2 separate regions of the Gossypium hirsutum genome follow, and region 2 is linked to region 1. The links are chromatin contacts, called in public Hi-C maps. All regions are on one chromosome and are shown on one strand. Each heading gives the region's core, a stretch centred on a gene start, on an enhancer-like site or on the middle of the called end of the contact. The rest is flanking DNA. Distances are from core to core; before and after follow the strand shown.

Region 1 (4,104 bases), core at 312-2,811:
AAATATGGGTTAACTTCCCATATCTTTGCAGCCCTAGGAGTTGGAAGCTTTCATTGCAATGTGTAGGGCCATATGACATGTTCCTTTGTTCTGTATAAATACTATCAATCTCCAAGAACTAAGTCATAAGAGAAAAGCAAGAAAAAAAAGTACAAAGAGAACAGAAAAAAGTTTACATAAAGAGACAAAGCATCACTTTAGTAAAAATATAAAAATTATTCACTATTGTTTAGACTTTATTAACTTCACCGTCCATTGTTGCCCTACTTTTTAAATAATAATCAACTCATATTTTAATTAAAATTTAAGGTGTTATTTTTACTATCGTATATTTTTTTGTAATGTTTATTATTATTTTTATAAATATGAATTTGTTTTTATGTTTTATTTTTATGGAGAAGTCAAGATTGTGGAGTTTGTTTCCATGTAATAGGTGACGTCCCAATCAAAGGGCCGTTCCAATGCTTTTCTTTGGGAACCCACTTGGCCCACATTTCTTGCCTACACGTAACCTGGGTCCTACCGCCCATGCTTTGGACCTACTTACTACTCTCAATAATTATAATTTACTCTATTTTATTCAACACGTAATTGAATTTCAATTTAAAAGCGTTTTCATTATCGAATTTTTATTTTTAATATTCACAAAGAAAATTACGAAATTAGATACCAATTCATAAATCTATATTGAAAACAAATAAAAGAGAAGAAGATAATTGATTAAAAAAAAAGTATAATTACATATATATATATTGTTAATTTAACTTTTATCCTTTTTAAGTTAAAAGTCAAATAATTTTTTTTAAACACCTAAAATATTAAATTTTTAACGATGTTAGCTTGGTAATTCACTTGATAATTCAAGTGTATCTCATCTTATTATAGTAATATTTGTCTTATATATCACATTAATAAATAATTTTAATTTTTTTAAAATTAAAAAATAAAAATAAACAAATTCAAAAAATTAGTATCAAGTGATATGGATTTAAATTCAGGTTAGTAGAGCAATTAAATTAATTTATAAAAAGAATGTAATAAACTTAACCTTCAATCAGGTTTTTTATTTTTGAGAGATTGTTTATGGAGAAAAGAGAAAATGATGTAGCATATATTTATCCTTCATCAAATTCCTCACTTTACATTTCAAATAGAGGGGATTCGAATAATATTTAAATTTTAAAATTACTATTTGCAGATGTGAGTTAAATATTGGAATATAATAGTTATAATTAATTAGTTAGAAACATAATTTATTAAAATAAAACATAAAATATGTAACTAAAATAATTTTAAACCATAAAATTCATTTAGCAAATATTGAATTGGGAAAAAGTTACAGCAATAAAAGAATCAAACTCACAACATTCTTGTTATTGCTTGGTTTTTAAAATTGAATTAGCATTACCATAAATTAGAAACCTACTTTTAATTTAAAATTTACAATCAAATTAAAAGTTATTAACTCAAATCATTCCCAAACTCGTAGCTACAAATCATTATCAATAAATGTTAAAATATTTTAAAAAATATAATTATTCCAACAGATAGTTAGCATACAGACAACTCTTTCACTTTTTTACATATATTAATTTTTTCTTTCTAGGGTTTTGAAATTCCTCAAAAGCTGATCACTCTCATTTTCATCTTTTTTCCCTTTAATATAATATATATATATTTTAAATTATAGTTACACAAATTTGTATAAATTTCATAAAATTATATTATAGTGACAAGAAAAGAATCAATTTCAACTTTTTTTTCCTCATTTTTTCAGAAGAATATTTAAGGAAGATCCAATCTATCTCAATAAAGAGGAAAAAGGATTCTTTTTCTTTTTTTTTCTCTTTGACTGGAAACTAAAATCGAAAAAGAAAAGCTTCTCTCAATAATTATTTTTATTGCTGTGATGTTGTAAAAGGGAAAGTAAGGGGATTTTTGGGAGAGAAATGTTGGCCATGGAGAAGGATTTTGATTCAAAGCTTAGGGTTGAGGGAACTGATGATACTAACAAAGACAATTCTTCTAATACTGTTGCTTCTAACAATGTTCAGAGATCTAAAAGCTTTGCATTTAGAGCTCCTCAAGAGAATTTCAGTATTCAGGATTTTGAACTGGGTAAGATCTACGGTGTTGGTTCTTACTCGAAGGTTAGTTTTTTTTTTTTTTTGTACTTGAGTTTGATTCTAGTCAAATCACTCTAAGTAGATCACACACTGTTTTTGGTTATAATTTATTACTATTATTATTATTATTATTTGCATGTATGCTTGCATGCTTTAATTTATGAACTTGATAGGCAATGATGCTTTCTTTATGAATTGTGTGTTTTTGGTATAAATTTAGCTATCTTTGTGAATTTTGTGGGTTTTTTTGGTAGTGATACAAGCTATTTGAATGAAAGGGAAATAATTTTGCTTAGTTTATAGAAACTTAGTGTAAAGAAAAACATGTTCTGTTGAATAAAAAATGTGTTGTTCTGTTTCTGTTTCCTATATTAGCTGACTGTGTAATATTTAGGCTATGCTTGGAAAGAGGATGAACGGAAAATCTTTTAGCCTACCGCACTCATGTGCATGTTGAACTATCTATGCTTTATTTAGGCTATGTGTGATATTTTACTACCCTCAAATATTTACTTAATCGGTGATAGTTCAACTTGCACATGAGTGGAGTGAGGGATTTTGAGCCTACTGCTTTTCCTTTTACTGCTGGATCAAGATCTTATTTATTTCTCTCTTTTTGTTTTATGTCTTACAGATAATGACATTGATATCAAATATTTTTTTGGTTAATTTTTATGCTGTTCATCTCTTTTTCCCTTTTTTCTCTTTTGTCTTTTCACCATCTCAGAATCTAAATAACTTATTGATAAACACTTTTTATTGTCACTCTTTTAGAAATTTGAGTTTTTGTAAATGTGAGGCTAAATTAAAGTACTTTCTGTTATTTGAGCACTTCAGCCGTGTACTAGACATTAACGATGTGAATGAAGAAGTTTCTGATATTTTTAGTAAATTAATGTATATATTGGATAAGAGCAGAAAAGGCAGAAACTGTCTGTATGGTTAAGACTTAAGAGTGAAAAAGGATGACCCAAACTGGACAAATTTATTTATGTTTCATGCTACTCCTTTACGAAATGAAATTTGTATAGAAGTGTCGGCTGCTTGATATGTTAGTTTAGAATATATACATGCATATATGTGTGTGTGTGTTCATTGACATTGCTTGGGGGGGTTATTTTTTATTATCATTAGTTTTTGCTGCTTTAAACATTTCTTCTTTTTATTTTTTTTATTGGAAATTGTTTTAATTTATTTTAGTATATCCTTTTCTTCACTCACCATTTCTCATTTGAGCTTCTTATTCACTTTGTTGTTATTTTGAATATCCATCAGGTTGTGAGGGCAAAGAAGAAGGATACGGGAATGGTGTATGCTTTGAAGATCATGGACAAAAAGTTCATCACTAAGGAAAAAAAAACTGCATATGTAAAGCTGGAACGTATAGTGCTTGACCAATTGGAGCATCCTGGCGTTGTGCGGCTCTATTTTACATTTCAAGATACTTTTTCGCTATGTAGGTATTTTTAGTTGCCTTCTATTAATATTATGCGCATACTTGTTTAGTTAGTTTTTACAAAAAAAAAGGAAAAATTCTTCCTTGATCTTCTTCCATTAATTATGTATTGCCAGTTCATTCAATTTGCTTCATTGTTTGACGTTGTTTTCTTTGATATATTGTGAAGACATGGCACTTGAGTCCTGTGAAGGTGGAGAACTTTTTGACCAAATAACAAGAGTAAGTTACTCTTGGCATGTATTCCTACATCCTCATAGAAAACTCATACATCAAAGAGGGTGTGTTGTGTGGTAGCTTTTTTTCCCCCCTCGGAGCATTGATTGAGCTGTTTGAAATTGATTAGTTGCTCTCAATTAATCTGGTGAACATTTTCAATTGTATATTTGTTCTCTATTTTTCTGGCAAAACTAATGATAAGAAATCTGGGATAGTCAGATATACTTCTTTATCTATGATATAAAGTCTTACTCAATCACCAGTTTGGAGCCGTTTAAAGTTCATTGCATAATGTTGCCAACT
Region 2 (4,351 bases), core at 112-2,611, 590 kb before region 1:
AAACAGTGAAAAGGAGGCAGCTCCATTTAACACAGTTAATTCCAAGAAGGTGCTCGTGGAACACCTTACCGTAAAAAAAAACCTGAAAATCATCTAGTTCATTGGTTGAGTAACATTGTTCTTTTCTTTTCTTTTCTTTTTGTAACAAATAAAGGTCTGAGTTAAAGGTTATTTTACATCAAACATCCAAAGCATAGGAGTAATGAGAATCATAGTTGTTCTATAGAAACTTTTACAGCGTTTTGGACAAGAATCTGGTTTATATACAACAAGAATCACGTTTATATACAATATTAAGAACTTACCTATAAAAAATATAACAATCGATGAACACAACATCCTTATAGGCAATATGGCCATCGGAATAGGTTTAACAAAGATAAAAAATATCCACAATCGAAGAATGGATGACAGAATTAAATTCCACACTTCACTAATTATTTTGAGACAATAAAAACGAAAAAGGAACATTGTAGCTAGTCAAGGTGACCATATCATCATCCGACTCATAAAATTATCATCTCATAACAGGAAGCACAGCTTAAACAACAGTTAATTCAATTCACAAATCGAGGAAACTGCAACCATGTGAAGACTTCAAACATGAGGTAAGTAGACCATTTTTATGCTTTTAGGAACCCTACAACAGATCTAAGAATAAAGGGGGCAACTAGGAAATAGTATAGAATGAAAACTCAACCATGACAGAAAAAAAACTTACTCTCATAAGCCTCTTTGTACATATCCACCAATCGCGAGCCGATTCCTTTTCTATAATATTCCCAATCGATAGGCTCAGGTTCCTGCTTAACAGAATCAGATTATCACCAAGAAAGTTAATACAAGCATCAAATGAAAAATCACCCTTAATGACAAATAGAAGCTTCAAAAATGATTATTTATTTCAATAAATAACATTAATCAACCAAAAAAAAGACTAAAACCCTAAAGATCTAATTATAGATTAACCCAAAGGTCCTAAGTTATTAAAAAAACCTGAGATGGGAGAGAATAGAAAACCCTAACCTGGCTGAACTTGGTCTGTAAAGTGGAGTTAACTTCATCGAAAGTGCGACGAAGAGTGGCGAACTCTTTGCGAGCCTCATCGGAGACCAAAAGCTTCGCCATCCCTTCCCAATCAATGCTCTTTCCTGCTTTGAAAGCCACATCTACTACTTTCTTTCCTGCTCCGCTCATTTTCTCGCACTTTCTCGCTTCCCAAACGTAATATTTTTTTCTCCACAACTTTTTTGGAGATGACTGATGAAGGCTGCTGCTTCTTGTTTAGGGAAATGAAATAATAATCTTAAATGGGCATTTTGATGTTTAATTGTGGACAAAATTGGAATTTTGAGAATTTTAAGATGGACCGGTTCGATGTACTTAGTTTGGGCTTAATCCAAATACCTCTGGTCCGACCCATGATAGATCGGGCTTATGTGTCAACCAATTAGAAGTTTTGGACCGGGTTCATTAATTTATAAAACTCTTGCTTAAAACACACGCAAAAAAAAAATATATATATATATATAAACTTTTTATATTATTAATATTTTAATAATTTATCTATCACGCCTATTCAGTTTGGTATAAATTAAAAAAATTTAACTATTTATTTTATATGAAAAAACCTTTCAATCATTATATATATTGACAATATTTTAAAATTGATAAGATGAAATATATAATTGATTTTATATACATAACAAGTACAAATATATTAAAAAATTTAATTGTTAGATTATTGAAACATTAATTATATAAAAAATTATGAAAAAGTGTAAAATTACTGATGTAAATAAATTCCTCTCTTGTGAAAAAAATGTTTAAAAGGCGAACAATCCGCCATCAATCTAATAAGGTGGGCTCAACTTAGATTAAGCATGGAAAAAAGGATTTTTTTGACCTCTAACAAATTTAACCTGACTCGAATTACTATTTATTAATGAAAATATATTTCATTTAAATTTAATTACAAAAATATTAAGAGTTTTTTTTTAAAATTTCAAATGATTTAATAGTTTGACAAAAAATTATATCACATTTTATTTTTAAATTTAATTCACGGATTGAGATAGTCTGATCCAAGTTCGGTCTGGGCTTAAGCATGATATTAACACACTTTATATTTGCTCAAACCCTGCTTGGCTCGAAATACAAGTTTAAAATTTTACCCAAGCCCATCCATATTTTAAAAATTTTATATACTTTTTCATTTATTAAAATTTTATATAAAATTATCTTAACATTTTTTAATGTTTATATTATAGTAGTATTATATATTATTATAGATTTAATTTTTATGTGTTATACATTATATAATATATAAAAGTAACATAATATAAAATATTACAAATTTAAAAATAGGTTGGATCAAGCTCAAGTCTTGAATGCTCAAGTCCAATCCATATTTTAAACGGGCCAATTATTCTTGCACAAACCCTCCCAAATTTCAGATAGGTCTTTAAGTCTAAATAAATAGCTCGACCCATGAATAAATTTACTCAGGAGCTGCTTATGTTTACGATATCCTTTTTATTTTTATTTTGAGCTAAAAATATTAAAAGCTTAAGGCTAAATGCTTAAATTAGAATGTAACATTTTAAGAGTTGCTCATTTAAGGATTAAACCTTTCAAAATGATCATATAAAGACTTAACCTTCACAAAAATCTTTAAATAAGAATTTTTCATGCACTTCAATCCAGTTTATAGTAAAAATTAAGTAAAGTTGACAGGTTTAGAATAAAACACATAACTACTGCATAAAAAGGAAAAAAAATAAAAACATAATTTAAAACTTCGTATATGATAATTGAGAAACAATTTTGAAAGATTTGACAGAGCATTTTATAAAAGATTAAACCATTATATGACCATTTTAAAAGATTTAACTTTACATGAACAACCTCTAAAATGTTGAGCTCAATTTGAACATTTAGCCAATTGTTGACTGAATTCCAAATAGTTTTTTTTTTTTAATATCATTACAAATTGAAAGAAAAAGAACCTTTACTATCATACAATAATTTTATCATTTTATAATTCTAAATGTGATTATGTCAACGAATTTAAAATAAATTAAAAAAAGAAGAAGATAATATTAAATTTCATAACTGCGTATAAAATATAACAAGAAAATCATAAATAAGTTTGCATTTTACTCTATTTTTAGCTTATAACATTGTTCGTGACTTTTACCAAAAAAATCTGGATACCTATACGTTTTCATCATAATAGCATTCATTAACCTTAGGAATCCAAGATTATCCAAACTCGAAAAATCCAACTGTCAAATTTGAAATGACCCAATTTGAACTAAAAAAAAAAAAATCCAAACCTAATATTTTTAAAACTCAAAATGATCGGACCCAAACCAACCAGACCCACCCATAACGGCATTCTCCGCTTATTCAGCACCAACTTCGACGGTTCCTAATCATCATCATCAGTAAGAACAAGTTACACGCAAAGACAGCATCAATGGCAGAACCCAATGCTGCCCCAAGTTCTAAGGACTTGGGTCATTCAGGGGATTTGTTGTTGATAAACTATCTTCCGTGAAACAAACATTCAATACGAAAAAATCTTCCACTGAACAAATAGACCCTAAATGCTAGCAATTGATTTCTGTCAGTAAGAAGAATACTTTCAATCATGTTATCTTGTGTCTTGAAACATGCAAAACTCATGATCATGGTATTGACAAAACAACCACAACAGGAAAATTACTGTTGGGAAATCGAAATATATGAAAGCCAAACTCTAACAAGAGGACTATGCTCACGATGAAAACCTCGTTACTTTCAAGAGTTTTGATTAAAAAATACAACACATCATGCAGAACATCTTGGATAAAGATAAATCAAGAATTTGTCTCATAAAAACTAACATATGATTTATATGAAATAAAATGATACCTGATGAAGAATTTTATTCTCCCCTAGACAAAGAAGAAGATGAAAATTATTATCCACCGACATCAAGGCTGATAAACCTCAGGAAGCTTGAGACCAACACTTGCAGCTGATTTTCCAAGTATTCTTTTCATTTCATCTGACCTATCAACCGCTATGTTGTATGAGAACAATAAGTCCTGCCAAATAAGTAGCAAAACCGGAAGCAAATCACATTCGTTTCTTTCAGGAAACTTCTTGCATTCAAAAGCACAAAAATGAAGCATTCGGTGGTAGCATGGATTGATACAAGTTACCGTAGTCCATACAAGCAGCATGAGAAAAAAATCAGGGACACTATAGCTATATTCCCATTAGAAAAACCAATGAACAAGCATCTTAAAGCCTTCTATTAATCCTTGGCCGAAAAGAAAGGCTTGTTTCAATCTTAGAAAAA

The links. Hi-C and Micro-C count contacts between places; a contact is called where the count stands out from the background.
Region 2: a Hi-C map of leaf shows a contact between it and region 1, with 2.7 times the contacts expected there. The contact joins the promoter of LOC107930653 here to the promoter of LOC107960316 in region 1. A contact is called at or near these places in 7 of 34 Hi-C or Micro-C datasets (leaf and seedling).

Annotation. Positions count from the first base shown.
Region 1 is chrA01:43,628,371-43,632,474 of Gossypium_hirsutum_v2.1, reverse strand. It overlaps LOC107960316 (3-phosphoinositide-dependent protein kinase 2), which reads left to right and starts at 1,561. Exons shown (of 11, transcript XM_016896635.2): 1 at 1,561-2,150; 2 at 3,402-3,582; 3 at 3,752-3,804. The coding sequence starts at 1,950.
Region 2 is chrA01:44,217,876-44,222,226 of Gossypium_hirsutum_v2.1, reverse strand. It overlaps LOC107930653 (ATP synthase subunit d, mitochondrial), which reads right to left and starts at 1,361. Exons shown (of 5, transcript XM_016862345.2): 1 at 1,027-1,361; 2 at 722-803. The coding sequence starts at 1,197. It overlaps LOC107930633, which reads right to left. Exons shown (of 4, transcript XR_005925593.1): 3 at 3,919-4,094; 4 at 3,140-3,628.